Regions from separate parts of the Ovis aries genome. Here region 1 is linked to region 2. A link is a contact called in public Hi-C data. All regions are on one chromosome and are shown on one strand. The core of a region is the stretch at or near the end of the contact, and the rest is flanking DNA. Distances in the headings are between cores, read along the strand shown.

Region 1 (3,772 bases), core at 290-2,789, 270 kb before region 2:
ACTTCTGGCTGTGAGAATTTTTTTTTCTTCCTCCATTTTTGGGAGAAAAACATCCTCAGCAAGTGTTCAAAGTCCTACTTGGTTTTAAAACACTCCGGACTCCTGCCCTCATTTCCAATCTGTCTTGTCCAGGCTTACTTACTCATCAGCCTATTATGACCCATCTGAGAAAGCACATTCTCATCTTCTTTTATCAGCTTCATCTGTACAACTATGAAAATCTAATCTTTGCAACCACCTAGGTACTTCTTTTCCAATCATGAAGTAACCACCAACTGGGAAAGAAAACTCCCCTTTCACCAACAGTGACGTCTCTTTTCCGTTCCTTTTTCATGACACTGGAAAAACAAAACAGAAATTTTGTTCTGGGGGACAAAACAAAACAAATTCTCTGAGGCTACAGGTATGCTGGGACATAAATGGAAGATTTAAACGTTCTACCATCTCCTGATAGAAATTTTGGAATGACAATAAGATCTGTTTTTTAACACAATTGAAATTACACGAAATGATTCCTTTTCTCATACTTTTCAAGGCACATATTAGGATAACAATGGTGGTAGAAGACAAGCGGCTACAAGATGTAACTTTGCCAAGAGTATTTATTTTAACGGTGGCTTGCTTTCGTAATTTAAAATGTTTTTACTCAAATACAGTCAAGAGAAGATTGAGTACCGCTGTCATTCTTGTTTTGATCACGGAAGACTCAGAGACAAAAAACCCAAAGTTGAAAGGACATTTTATGATTCTCGATGAGTGTTTAGCTTTCAAGGGCTCAAGGTGTCTTTGCCAGAGGAACTATAATACTAAGCGCAGTCACTTTTGTCTAAGGAGAAATCGTGACAATATGTGGGAGCGAAGAACGCCGGTTCTGCTCCAGTCTCCCTCCCGAAAAGCCTGGTTTTCCATCCTTACAAGAAGCCACCAGAGGGAGCTCAGACCCAAACCCGGACTCAAGGAGCAGCTTCGCGGCTGCCCGTCTGGGTTCCGAAGAACCTCACCAAGTTTCAGTCTTGGACAAGTCTCCTCTCTGTGGGAAACATGAACGCTAGGAGTTTCCTGCTCCGCTCCGCCTGTTGCATTTTGTGATTCGTTTCCTACGAACATGCCAGCTCCATCCTCCGCTCCCCATCCCCGACCCCTGGCAGTGGTCTGAGGACAAGAGACCCCTCAATAGCCAAGTCCGCTTACCTCGGCAGATCTGGACGGGGTGTCTCCGGGTGGTGGTGGGCCCGATTAGACACAGGCGGAGAGTTGGAAAACACTGCTCTGCGTGGGACTCGGGCGGCCCGGCCCCTGCAGGGCTCCCGAAGCCCCCGAGTCCGGCGCCCCCGGCGCTCCAACAGGCTGAGGCCCCGCGCCCGTGCCCCGCCCGGCGCCGCGGGGACACGCCCGCCCTCGGGGAGCGCCGGACGCCCCCGGGCAGCCCGGGGCCGCGGAAGGCAGATCCGCGCGCGCCGGGCGCTCTCGGGGACGCCGTGTCCGGCGGGGCGCTGTCGTGCCCAGAACGCGAGGCTGCAGCGGCCGCCGGTGCTCAGTGCCAGCTCCGGCCGCGCGGCCCGGGGAGGGCGAGAGACGGCGACGCGGGCCGGGGGCGGGGCGGGAACGGCCGGGGGCGGGGCATGGGCGGGGCCTCGAATCCTGGGAGGGCGAGGCCGGCGGTGGGCGGGGCGGAGCCTCGGGCGGGGAAGCGTGAGCACAGGCTACGCCGGAGACGGATCGGGGGCGGGGCTGGAAGGAGATAAGGGCGGGGCCGAGGGCGGGGCCGACCGCTCCCGGCATCTGAACCCTAGGGCCTTCCGAGTGCGCGTGTTCCCAGCTTCCGCGGCGGCGCGCGCTCCCGGAGCGGCGGAGCCGGAGGAAGAGGGAGGGAGGGACTTGGGAGTGCTAGGGTCCGAGGACCTCTCCCTGCCGGTCGAGTCCCGCTGCTGTTACCCCTTTGGTTGTGGGGAGAGGGCCGACCTCACAGGGCTAGGAGTGAGAGAAAGATAGAGGAGGTTCTAGGCCGGATTACGAATGATGGGGAACGTGGGGATGGGCGGGGTGACGCCGTGGGAGTCTGGGATCAGCCTTCAGGAAGAGCAAGGGCTGAAGAGAGGAATGTTCGGCAACCGGGCTGTCATTTAGAAATGCAAAATCAATATACCGTGTTAATACAAGACTGACTTTAGGAGCACAGATGCTAAAGATCAGGGGAAGACAAAAAAGACTAATCAGCCTTATTGATTGCAATAATTTCTCTGGCAGTGTAAATATGGAAAGGTATGTGACAAACAGGTGGAAGGAACCTCTTTCTTATTCGAGAAATGGAAGCTGCAGTTCAGTAAAGACCCGCAGGCAGGAAAGACTGTGTGGCTCAGTTACTGTGACACGTGTGTGCAATTCCAGACTTTGGAAATCGTCGAGCAGCTGTAATTCCTGTGGTACTGGACATATGGAACCTCTCACTAACATCTGAGATTATGCTTGGCCAAGAGTCAACCTGAGCCTGCCGTCTAATATAGTGAAATACCAGTTGTCACAGATAAACAAACTCAACCCCGTTGGGGATTGGTGATGCCTTCAGTTTCCTCCTACTCCATTCCATTTTGGTAGAAAGGGACACATATGTCTATTAAAAAATAATTGCTCTGATCACTTCCTGGTAAAACCAGAGTAGACCGTTGCTGGCAGAATACATTTCAAAATAATTTACCCTGGGTGTGAAATATGGCCTCTTCCTCACAGTCAATCTTCTATTTGATCCCCTTGGGAACCCTCAGTTCAGTTCAGTTCAGTCACTCAGTCATGTCCGACTCTTTGCCACCCCATGAATCACAGCACCCCAGGCCTCCCTGTCCATCACCAACTCCCGGAGTTCACTCACACTCACATCCATCGAGTCAGTGATGCCATCCAGCCATCTCATCCTGTGTCGTCCCCTTCTCCTCCTGCCCCCAACCCCTCCCAGCATCAGAGTCTTTTCCAATGAGTCAGCTTTTTGCATGAGGTGGCCAAATTACTGGAGTTTCAGCTTCAGCATCATTCCCTCCAAAGAAATCCCAGGGCTGATCTCCTTCAGAATGGACTGGTTGGATCTCCTACCTCTGTCCAAATGGCCAATCTTGCTTTCTGCCTGCTGCTTCTGTAACTGTGCTTATCCAGCTCCTTCCTGCACAGTATTCTCTGCCCCCGACACTCCAATTTACTGGTTGAAAGTTTTTCTGACTGTTGAAGTTCTCTCATTATACTTGTCCCAGCTCAGATGCTTAAATTCTTCTGTAAATACACCCTAGGTTTTTCCCTAACCACGCTATAGTTTTTATCTGTAAATATATTCAGCCTCAGACCATTTGTTTTATGTGTCATATTTTCCCTGGCTGACTACTGTGCTCTCCTCAAAGCTCTTTCAGGTCATGGTCAGTCACTCAGCCCCTCTCATAATGACTGTACCTGTGTTTGAAATGAGTTGAAGTGTCAACAGTTGGGCTCACGTAGAGCCTCATCTCATCCACTAAGATTCATTCTGAAACGAGGATCCTCCTCCAACCTCTAGAAACAGAACTTCCTGTAAACATCGGGACTGTCCTCGTATATGATCCACGATGGAGAAAGATGACCCCTGGCTTCTAGCCTCCCTTACAGGAGAAAGTAGAGCTGGAGGAAAGAGGAGTCTTTACCCAGATGCAAAGACTGTTATAAGTTTCTGCAAAGAGGAGCTTTAGAAAGTGACTAGGAATCTGTGTTAGTAAATACAGTGAGTAAATATGCAGACCGTTTCTAAGAACAAAAT
Region 2 (3,746 bases), core at 1,153-3,652:
TATTTGTCTTCTTTGCCTTTCGGTCATAACTTGGTAAAATGAGAGCACCAGGATTATTTTCATGATATAATGATGCATGTGTTAAGTCAGTCAGTCATGTCCAACTCTTTGCAACCCCACGGACTGTTGGCCACCAGGTTCCTCTGTCCATGGGATTCCCTAGGCAGGAATATTGGAGTGGCTTGGCATTTCCTTCCCCAGGGGATCTTCCTGACCCAGGGATTGAACCCCAGTCTCCCACATTGCAGGCAGATTCTTTACCATTTTGAGTTTCCAGGGCACACATAATAATGGTATCTCAACATAAAATCAAGTTGAATTACAAACGTGGAAAAGCATATGACTATCTGGGGATGGTTGCTTCACTTTGCCAAAATACAAGGTATGCACAGATGGTAAAATTCACAGGAAGAACCCAGACATGAACCACTATTGGGAATATTTCCCAAACAAAACAAATTGGTGTTTCTGCAGGCAAGAAAATGTTAAAAATGAGGTACAGACATGACTGGGTTCCTTTATTTTTTTTAATTCTTTACTGAATTTGTTACAATATTGCTTCTGTTTATGTTTTCCATGTTTTGGCCATGGGGCATGTGGGGTCTTAGCTACCCAACTAGGAATAGAACTTTCACTCCCTGAATTGAAAGACGAAGTCCTAACCCCTGGACTGAACCAGGTTCCTTTATTTCTGAAGAACGTTATCCCAAATTATGGCTTCTACTACCTCCATTCAAGCAATCACATAAAGTATGCTGAATCTGAATGGAGTTAATAGGGCTCTCTTATAGGTTGAACTGTGCCCCTTCATTCCTCAAAAAAAAGGTCTATTGTACTGAAGCGCTAACCCCCAGCAACCTCACCTGGAAATGGAATCCTTGCAGATGTTATTAATTAAGATGCGGTCATATTGAAGTTAGCCAAGCCCTAATCCAATATGACTGGTGTCCTTATAAGATAGGTCATGGGAAAACAGAGACAAAGAAGAGAAAAAACGGTGACGACAGAGGCAGGGAAAGGATTTTGCATCTGCAAGTCTAGGAGTGACGATCATTGCTGGGAAACCACCAGAAGCCAGGAAGAGGAGAGCAAGGTTTCAGAGAGGGGGTGGATCTGAGGGTTTCAGAATTCTAGCCTCCAAAACTATGTGACGATGCATTTATGTCATTTTAAGCCATCCACTCTGGCATTTTGTTGCAGGAACTCTGACAGTAGTACAAGCTCTGAACAGCAGCAGCTCATACTGGAGCTCCATGCTCAGTTGACCTCTTTGGTTTCTCACAATGACATTGTGTAGATGGTGTTATTAGAAATGTCAGTGATCCTCACCTCACCTTTTCAATTAGAAAAAGAAAAGATAAATTTCCTTGATGGGTAGAATTAATAACAGTGTTCTTGAAATATCTGAGGACATAAAATATGCAGTGGTAAACAGTCCACCTGTCAACGCAGCAGATGCAAGAGACAAAGTTTGGATCCCTGGGTCAGGAAGCACACACGGAGGAGGAAATGGCAACCCACACGAGTATTTTCACCTGGAGAATTCCATGGACAGAGGATCCTAGTGGGCTACAGTCCATGGGGTCGCAAAGAGACGTGACTGAGCCTGCATGCATAGGTGCGTGCGCACACAGAAATACTAAAGCATTGACCTGTAACGATTATTTTTCAGTAGGCATTGGATTGGTCATGTGGTCTGAAAAATGAACTCTGAATGGTTAAAGGTTAAAGGACATGTTTGTAGAAAATGCTATGGTGTGGAAGTTGTTATGAACATAGAGGAAAATTTAAGTTGGGCATATGGGGAGGAAATTCTCCTTCTGAATATGGAAAGGTCTGGTTGCAACAAGTAGTGTCCTCATCAGCTCTTTGAAATCAGCATTCTGAGGACGTAAAATGAGCACTAACAGAAAAAGGGAAGCAACATACACGGACAGAAAAAGATCATTTCCTACTGTGTCCCTCAAAAGCTAGAAAATTGACTAAAATTGGTATGCTTCTCGACAGGAATGTCAGACACTAAAATCCATCATGAGACATCCCATAAAAATTGGGACTCATCCATAGTGTGGTCAAGTGGATTACATAGGTCCGTTACCCACAGCTCTGAGTGCATACCCATGAGTTTTCACTGGAATCAAGACTCATTCTGGACCTAATTTGCATCCCCAGAGACAGAAGCAGATGTCTCTAAACCTACTACATGATTAATTCAGAAAATATTTTATTTTGGAATTCCTGTTTAACTATCATCAGCTAAGAAATCTATTTTCCTGCAGGTGCAGGATAACGTTGGCTAAAAAACATCTTATATAAGGAATTGCATATCTTACTGTATACCAAGTAGTGGATTGTTTGAAAGTTGGGAAGAGTTACTAAAATATGTACTTACAAAATTGAGAGTAAGTGTCTAAAGGAATGACTGATGACTGCAGGGATGCATGTCGAAACAGTAAGCATAGAGGCAAAGGAATGTTGTGGTTGCATCTACTATTGAAATATTGTGGGGGAAGTAGGGAAGAAAGGGTAGGGTTATTGTGGAACTTACATAAATTTCTCTACTTTTACAAATATTTCATTTTCTCTGACTGATTTTATAGTTGTTCAGGGACCTGGTTGCATTAATAAGTTCCAGAGAAGGGACTGGTGTTTAATATTATACAATTGCGATACCTTTAAAAATAACTGCCCAAATTCTTCTTACAATCTGAAGCAGTTATTTTCATTCCTCAACTGTCTATGGATGATAACAGTTACAGCTTCTTTCCTACCTGGTGGAGGAGGTCATGATCTAAACATTTAATAATCTAATAATCTAAACCTACTCCTATGGCTGGGAAGGGACCAGGAAGGAAGCATTGGCAAGGACCATATTGGTGACAGTTAACACAAGTTTTACCCCTTGGTTGAAACAGAGGCTTTAGTTAAGTCTCTGTGACACATGGAAAAATGGGAAGTGATCACAAAAACAAAGGACAAGACATAGTTGATGTGAAAGAAAAAAATAAAATTAGTTTGATATCCCCTGAAAAGTTGAGAGCTATATCATCAGGTGCCTAGGGCATAAACTTGTTTATCAACTGAAATCTATATTTGAAGAGAAGGCTCAGGACATGGGTTCCAGTGAAATTAAGAGTCGGTAAATCTGAATTTATCTATGTGATGCACTTTGATGGAGCTAATGATGCCTGTGAGTGAAAGTGTAGAGAAACCCTTTACAGAAGAAACACAGAAACTGTTACCTCCAGAATGATTAAAAAACACTTTAGTTAACAACAAAAGCACTAACAAATGTGCACCAATCAATTCAATGGATAATTTGTAGGGAGTATGTCAGGAGGATAACACAAAGTAGCTTCAGATATAAAATATTGACTCGAGTTACTGAATCGACAGGTAATGACCCAGAATGTGGGCCAGTTTTCCTTGAAAATGTTTACTGGGGAACAGTAACATTACCTAAGTGTGTCGTATGTATTCCTCCCAACAATCTGGAAAAATAGGGATATTTAATCCTATTTTAGAAAGAAGAGGATTGATAAGTCCATAGATCTAGCAGTGTGCCAAAAATCACATAGCTAGCCAGTGAAAGAAGGATAATCAGAAGTCACATTTACCAAAATAAAATGTGTGTGTGAGCACATGTGTGTGTGAGCTCTGTGTTATTAAAATGTTTAAATAGGTAAGAAACTCTGAAACAAGTGATATTTTCCCTTAATTTACTGACTATTTATTATTTACACCCA

What was found. Hi-C and Micro-C count contacts between places; a contact is called where the count stands out from the background.
Region 1: a contact with region 2 is called in a Hi-C map of skin fibroblasts, with 2.6 times the contacts expected there. The contact joins the promoter of DSEL here to the enhancer-like site in region 2. A contact is called at or near these places in 2 of 16 Hi-C or Micro-C datasets (skin fibroblasts and tail adipose tissue).

Annotation. Positions count from the first base shown.
Region 1 is chr23:9,693,034-9,696,805 of ARS-UI_Ramb_v3.0, reverse strand. It overlaps DSEL (dermatan sulfate epimerase like), which reads right to left and starts at 1,539. Exons shown (of 3, transcript XM_004020404.6): 1 at 1,192-1,539; 2 at 1-338.
Region 2 is chr23:9,427,692-9,431,437 of ARS-UI_Ramb_v3.0, reverse strand. No RefSeq gene overlaps it. Among named protein-coding and RNA genes, the nearest start is that of DSEL, 270 kb to the left of the region's middle. Within about 2 kb of position 2,402, at least 1 of the 54 cell types and tissues checked has an H3K27ac peak or open chromatin away from gene starts, as enhancers often do.